Linked DNA regions of Rattus norvegicus: region 2 is linked to region 1. The links are chromatin contacts, called in public Hi-C maps. All regions are on one chromosome and are shown on one strand. The core of a region is the stretch at or near the end of the contact, and the rest is flanking DNA. Distances in the headings are between cores, read along the strand shown.

Region 1 (3,934 bases), core at 464-2,963:
ACTCCAACCATAACCTAGATCCTTGAAGGAACTATAGTCCCGATCTTTGCCCAGCCTGGGGATTTTAGACACACATTCTTAAATGTGTGAATCAAACGACGTACAATTGCAAAGCAAGCCAACTCCACTGACACACCATTATCCGCAGTACCCAGACATTAGAGGGAACGTGGAGATGATGGTATTTATTTCATTAACATTGTATTATTTGAACTGATTCCTTGTAGTAGTGAACGAACGATGTCAGAGGGTATCCAGTGCTGGGGATGATTTATGACTGGAAAGAGGTGCCGGAAAAAAACAAAACAAAACAAAACAAACAAACAAAAAAAAACCAGTTATCTGAACAGACACCAATTTAGCCTAAGCTTTGACACCAGTCTCCTTCCTGGGCTCTTAGTGCCACCATTGAAATTCAGCCACTTCGCTTTTGGATCATTTCTTCAATTATCTTATCTCTCCGACCTAATTAAAAGGTCCCTAGCTTACCCTACATCTAAGTGTCCAGAATCACCCCCGTAAGGCTAAAGGATTGCTTCATTTTATCCTTCTGGAATCAGAGCCAGGGCTCAAGTACAGTGGAGCTTTGAAGTCCGAATTAAGCTTTCTCAGACATGGCTCTGGTCTGTTCTCAGTCATAACGTAACCAACTGAACCCACTGACACCTTGTTGGACCAGCACAGACCTGCCCGCCTTCTCCTCACCCTGTTCTACTTAGAGTTCCCTTACCTCTTATTCCAATACCCTTGCAAATCCTACCATGTTGGAGGTCTAAGATCAATCTTCACCTACTGTAAGAGGACAGCCTTTTTACTAACCCTTACTTCTAAGGTAATGATCAGCTGCATCCTTCACAAGTAAAAGATTATCAATAAAAACGTTTAAAAAAAATAACGAACTGAAGGAGATTGAACACGGTGCTTCGGCCATCACCTAAGATCATGTTTCAGCAGACTAAAATTGTATATTCACATGTTTGTTTGTTTGTTTATAGATGTTTTTTACAGTGAGGTTTTTTTTTTTTTTAAGGTTACTTCTACATAGTTTTTAACTTGGGGTTCTCTTTTCAAAAACATCGCCTTCCTGTGACCTACGTGAGATTCTGGATTGAAGTTCTCACACCAACCAACTCCGGCTTCCCTGCTCCCCTAGCACCCGTTGTAGAACAACACCGCTTTAGAGCTGCTGATAGTATCAGATGTGACGGGCTCACTGTCCCCCGTGAGTTATTCAGAAGCAATTTCAACTCAGCAGAAATGAATTTCCCTTCCACGAAAAAGGCAAGTTTTGGCCATTTTTACTTTCTGCGATATCGAAGACCAAATAGACGGATACAGAATATTTATCAAGAAATCTCTCCTCTGAAGGCCAAAGTGACCTAAATTCATAACTCGTTGCGGGATTCAAATGCAACCTGATATCTGGATGAAAGAACTGGAGGAGAATTAATATTAAACTGACCTTGAGCTCCCTCTATTTCAAATTTGAAAAGAAAAAAGCTTCAAATTGCAGATGTCCCCTGTGTGATTTCAGAGCATATTTTTTTCCTATCGCTTGACCAGGCACTCCACCTCAAAGGTTTTTATTTTAAGATGTCTCACCCTTTGTAACTCACTCAGTACTGCAATTCTTCACAACCTTAGGCATTCATCCGACCAGCACACAAAATGGCAGAGTGCGCACAGAGATTTCAGAGCCTCAGCCTGGCTTGCCCTGTCGCTGTGTTTGGCCAAAACAAACTGGAGATGTCAGGCCGTGACATTGTGCAATATTTAGGACGGGGATGACTCAGTTGAAATGGAAACATTATCTTCGTCCTGAGGCGAAAGGGCAGATCTGCAAGTGGATACTCTTCATGTAAACAATGAGGATAAAGCTATCCCACAGGGAAAATAAAAAGGACAGTTACACCTCATGGGTAATTTATCTCAGGAGTCTGCCCTTGAGTGTTTTCCCTATGACTGCCCTGTGATAATAAAGGCATTTAGTTGACTGACTCTCCTTCTGTTGAAGTAGCAACTATGTAGTGCTTTAATAGTCTTTGAAAATGGTTTTCAGGCATCTGGATCAAGATTTCCAAAGGCACTGTCATCAGTTACAACTTACTAGAAAGTTCAGTACAAGAAAGAAGTCAGGAGTGGGTGGGGGAGCACCGTCTTAGAGGCAAAGGAAGGGGGGATTGGATGGGGGTTTGTGGAGGGAAGACTAGGAAGGGGGGACAACATTTGACATGTAAATAAATAAAATAGTCAATTAAAAAAATAAAGAAGTCAGATCCTCTCCCTTCCTGTTTTTGAGGATATAAGAAATAAGAAAAAAAATCATTAAGTTTGTCTGGTGACCATATACCAACCAGACAGCAGACAGCCTGACCTTTGCCCTTGATTATTGGAGTTGATAGATAGAAGGGTTAGCGAACACCCTAATACTTAATTAAAAAGGTAGGTCACCAACCCAAATTTACTTTAGCTTATTTTGCTCAGAGTCTGCCTTCTAAGACAAATGTGAACAGAGTCCGATGGTGTTCTTGAAATATCTTCTGCAACACGAGTGGGCAGGGCAGCCTTCCTACCCCCTGGCTCAGTACCACCAGGGCTTCTTCCTCACGGAGCCCCAAGGACAGGATGAGGTGAAGGCTCAAGACTTCAAGAATTAGAAACTGTACATCACTGTTCTCAAAATGCCACCATCCATATGGAAACATAATATTGTGGCCCCAAAGCCTGCCTGATGCCCCAACTTTGCTCAAGTGCAGAAAGAAATCATCTGCCTCTTTGCAGATTAGCAAGTCAACAATCACCAACATTACCAGTTCTTCTTCATAATGAGAAAGTCAAGGCTCTCTTAACACTAGTGTGTGTGTGTGTGTGTGTGTGTGTGTGTGTGTGTGTGTGTGTGTGTGAAAATTTTGTGAACTTATCTCTCTCCCCATTCTTCTGAAGAACTGGTATTACGAGGACGAATAGCTGTGTTTTCTTGGTTTTGTTTGGTTTTGTATTTTGAGAGGCAAAGGACTGGTAAAAATATCAGGATTCCATAGAGCTCCAGCTGTCTTTTCAGATGCCGATGCCTGGGATCTATGACGAGCTTCTGGGTGAGTCTAACTGTAGCTTTCCATTGATGCTTTTGAAAAAGTTGAGAGGAGATGGAACAGGTTGCTTTGAAGGCTCTCTCAGGCATCTGAGTGCCGCAGTTCTACAGTGTGTTCTTCTGGCCAGTTTTTTGTTTTGTTTTGTTACTGTTGTTGCCGCCTTTGTGTTTTGTTTTGTGATGTCCTCCTTCCTTTCAGCATGTCATCAGGGTTGTCTCAAGAGCTTAGTTCTGTCATGGGAGGAAAAGAGGCACAGTATCTGAATTTCAGAAGGAAATTCTTTGTGCCATCTGTAAGAAGCAACTTGATGGACTCTCAATACTTGTTCAAATGGTTCAGTGTTTCACTTCAGGTCCCCAGTTTCTTCCGACTACATCCTTCACTAGGATCTTTGGACACATTGTTATCACAGAGACCAGCTGCTTAGTTAGACACAAGAGGAAACACACTTCCAGCCTCAAGCCCCTCCCTTCAATTCACTGTGCCAGTGTCGAAAGTTACTCTGTGTCATTTTTTTTTTCCCAAAGAGAAGCGTTGACAGTGGTATCTCAGGCATAACGTAAGCTGTCCACAAGTAATTGATGAATAACTGAATGCGTGTAAAACTCCCTAAAGAGTAGCCCTTTTAAAGGTGAACAAAGGCACTGGTCAGTCTGGGAAGACTGGGAAGAATATCATTTGGGAAAAAAATTCTTATAAATTGTGACTTGAACATTGATTTTGTAAAAGGAACGTTGCAAAGAAAAAGCAGAAGGCGGTGGACGAACAAATGTACAGGAGGCCAAGGAGGGGTTTATTCCTATCCTTTGCAAGGAAAAGCCCTCTTAACGCTGTATAAGTAG
Region 2 (3,934 bases), core at 447-2,946, 170 kb before region 1:
GGCTGTTGAAATATTAGCAGGCTGTCATTAGGGCTTAGATTGGACTGGGAATGCTCAATTTCTTCTGGCAAACGTTCCAGTCAGATGACACTCCCTTATCTAAGCACAGAAGCCAGAAGCCCAGGAATACAGAAAACTGTAAGGGTCACATCCATGGCTACATGGATGAAGAGTAGGGGTTACTGTTCCTGTCTTTTTTTTTTTTTTTTTTTTTTTTTGGTTCTTTTTTTCGGAGCTGGGGACCGAACCCAGGGCCTTGCGATTCCTAGGTAAGCGCTCTACCACTGAGCTAAATCCCCAGCCCCTGTTCCTGTCTTAATAAGTAGGGGTGAACTAGATTAAGGAGGGTCGGGAGGACATGTGGGTACATGGAGGAGTGAGTGTGAAGTCTGCTGTCCGATATGCCCTAGGCACTCGGCCTAGTCTGCTGGTGTACAGGGACCACCACAGAAAAAGGTGTTTGCACTCCTCCTTGAAGTTGCCTGGATCTTGTATGGGAGACAAGCATGGAGAGCCAGCAGGACACTGAACACAGATTACCGAGGACGTCAGGTGCAGTTTTGAGTATGTTCTTCTGGAAAAGGCAGGGACATAGAGGACAGAGAAGGAAGGGAGAGATTATGAAAGGCTTCCTGGAGGAATAGTTACAGAACGGATCCTTGAGAATAGATAGAATTCCAGGAGGGGAGCAGGCAGTAGGAATGGCACCAAGTGTTCCCTCTGGCCCCTTTCTGGCCAGCACTCCCACCTGTTTAATTGTCACTCGCTGTTACAGCTTCTGGGGGGGGGGGGGAGAGGCAGCTTTACTCTTACCACCTGACCTGGTTCCGCAACAGCGAAGACTCGGAAGGAGGGCCTTCTTTAGTGTGCTCCCCTCTGCCCGCTCAGGGCGGTGCTCCCCTCAAGCTGACTACTACTGCAGCCTTATGGCTTATATAGAAAGGGGAGGGTTCATTATACAGGAGCAGGACGCAACCCTGTACTTGTGGCCTTTGACTAATGGTCTGAGTTCAAGACCGGAGAATCAGTTTGTCTTGCAGATGAGATCCTTGTTGGGGGAGTGAAGAGGTCTCACTGTATGCCGCTGCTGTGGCACAGGGTGACTCCGCCATCCTCTTCTGTCTCTGTACTTTCTAAAGCTTTTAAAGAAACAGCTTGAAAAGATGCTTCTTGAAAAGTGGGAGGAGGAGTGGGAGCAAACTTTTCTCTCCGGAGCCACCGACGACAAGTCTCCATCTAACGTCTTTTGTAGAGCAGTAGGATTTCCCACTAAGAGAGAGTCTGCCATTCTTCAATAATAGATCGAAAGCTCACAGCGACCTTCAAGCGCTCACTAAAGAACTAGTATGTTAAAAGCTTAAAGTAGCTTTCCATCCTAAATATAAATTTTATATCATGGAGCGCAGGCCAGGCCTGCTACCCACATGAAATATTTTTGATCCGTTTGCTATTTCCAGTCTTGGTTTACAAGTAAGCAATTTCAAGAGACATACTAATTAGGGACGGGAGGCAGCCTTGATTAGAGAAGCTTTTGGCAGGCTGCTGTAGGCCCTAGGAGGTAACCTGGAATAGCCTTTGGGTCCTAAGTCACAGCAGCTCAGGCTTGTGGCCCGCTAAGTGGGCTCTTTCCTCAGGTGTGCAGCCTCAGGGCCAGCCGGTCACAGCTCAGTGAGCGCAGCTTAGCTGTGCAGGTCTCTGCCTTGGTCCTAGGCCAGCACCTTCATTTACTCAGTGGCCTGTGAGCCCAGGGCTATGTTCAGTGACAGGGTAAGGAATTATTAACCAATCTACTGTGGGTTCCTGAATTTCCTGACTTTCTCAAGCTGTTACCCTTTTTAAAACTCTAGGATCAATAACCATTCCAAATCGGATGGTTTCTTGGGAGCACATCAAGAATTTCTGACTAAAAGACATGCTCACCAGCATTTCTTCCACTTGGTTTGCTGTATCTCTGTCAGCTCACAGCTCCACTAATTGTCCCATTTGTTTTGTATAGGTCCCAAAGCTGCAGCACCCCCTTGAGTGTCTCAGGAAATCCCAGTTTACCCTTATCCATCTTGGAGAAGGGACTAGAATAGAACCCTTTATTCTGCCATTTTAGAACCATCTCAGATCCATAAAATTCTTAACATGGGAGCCCATGTAAGAGACTTGAAGATTATTCAGAGCACCCAGATTCTGTAACTATTCATCACACGGCTACAAGAACGGATATATCAATATCAAGGGTTACGTTCAAGGTCAGGAGTCATGCCATATGAGAAAATACGCATTGCAGGATGTCATCCCGTCCCTTGACTTCCTGCAGCAAGACAAAAATAAACATTCGATGATACAAGTCACAGTGGACCTAGTGAGCAAGTTCTGAAGGGAGACTTACCTTGTGGTTAGAAGCCCTACACAAACAAACAGATGAACAAACAAAACCCCATGGGGTTGTAGAATGAAGCAGATGACGAGAGGATGGGAAGAGAATTGCAGGAAATGTGTGGTAGGGTACAATCACTGCTTCTGGGGTGTGTGTCCTGAATTGACCAGTGGTTGCAACAATAACATACCAGGCACCTACTAAGTGAGTTTCCCTAAGCTCCAAAAGACAGATACCGCACTGTTCTTTTCATTACAGGGGAAAGGATGTTCATCTCTGGGAGCCTGTCCCTAGTTGATTAGCTGTTGTGTATGCTGCCCCTGCTGTATGTACCATGTATATTCCTCAACATGTGAAGGAAGAGAAAAAAAAATCGAGACTTTGTGTCAGATTGAGAAGTCTGAACTCCACGAGGGAGATTGTGTCTGGAACGAGACAGGAGGGGATTGCATTTGGTTGTGTGTGGGAATGTGGGTACAAGTGTGCTCTGGTGTGTACGTGGAGGTCAGAGGACAACATTAAGAACTCGGTTTCCTCTTCAATATGGGTTCCAAGGAATCAAACCCAGGTTGTCAGGCTTGAGTGACAAGTACGCTTACCCTCAGAGACACCTGTGAGCGCTAACGGACGTATTTTAAGGACAGCTTTTGGTGCTTCAGTCGAATTTTCTGCACTGCCTTTGTTCTGAATGATGAGTAGTCTGGAAAAGTGGCATGCCTTAGCTGGAAAAGAGTTGTATTTCTGTGGCAAAAGAATGTGTAGAACTTCCTGAGAGACACAGCCAGAATACAGCAAATAGAGGCGAATGCCAGCAGCAAACCACTGAACTGAGAATAGGACCCCCGTTGAAGGAATCAGAGAAAGAACTGGAAGAGCTTGAAGGGGCTCGAGACCCCATATGTACAACAATGCCAAGCAACCAGAGCTTCCAGGGACTAAGTCACTACCCAAAACTATACATGGACTGACCCTGGACTCTGACCTCATAGGTAGCAATGAATATCCTAGTAAGAGCACCAGTGGAAGGGGAAGCCCTTGGTCCTGCTAAGACTGAACCCCCAGTGAACGTGATTGTTGGGGGGAGGGCGGTAATGGGAGGAGGATGAGGAAGGGAAGCCCATATAGAAGGGGAGGGGGAGGAGTTAGGGGGATTGTTGGCCCGGAAACCGGGAAAGGGAATAACACTCGAAATGTAAATAAGAAATACTCAAGTTAATAAAAAAAAAAAGCATGTGTAGAACTGAATTCTAGTATCAAACGATGGATATCACAATTAACAGGTGCCACCAAATGAATGCCATCCATAGGTCAAAGCTAAGTTACTCTCCGATGCTTATGAGCCCCTGAAGCATGGTAGTGTGCCTTGTCACCTTGATGTAGTGGAAACATTAGAACCGTCTCTAGCATGTTTCAAATCCTGCCTCACTCTGTTCAAGGTGCATGAGCCGGTGATCATGGGTGGGCCTCCCAAAGGTCATATGTGAAATGGGTGTACACTCGTATGCTCTGTGAATGTACACACAAATAGCCCTGAATGCACCACACGACAGAATGTATATAATTTAT

The links. Hi-C and Micro-C count contacts between places; a contact is called where the count stands out from the background.
Region 2: a contact with region 1 is called in a Hi-C map of liver, with 8 times the contacts expected there. The contact joins two enhancer-like sites. A contact is called at or near these places in 2 of 12 Hi-C or Micro-C datasets (liver and psoas muscle).

What each region holds. Positions count from the first base shown.
Region 1 is chr9:106,087,063-106,090,996 of GRCr8, forward strand. The region is part of intron 9 of Pdzph1 (PDZ and pleckstrin homology domains 1); the gene reads right to left. Among named protein-coding and RNA genes, the nearest start is that of Pdzph1, 88 kb to the right of the region's middle. Within about 2 kb of position 1,714, at least 8 of the 93 cell types and tissues checked have an H3K27ac peak or open chromatin away from gene starts, as enhancers often do. A contact at or near this core is called in liver, where this site is marked.
Region 2 is chr9:105,914,830-105,918,763 of GRCr8, forward strand. No RefSeq gene overlaps it. Among named protein-coding and RNA genes, the nearest start is that of Macir, 49 kb to the left of the region's middle. Within about 2 kb of position 1,697, at least 5 of the 93 cell types and tissues checked have an H3K27ac peak or open chromatin away from gene starts, as enhancers often do. A contact at or near this core is called in liver, where this site is marked.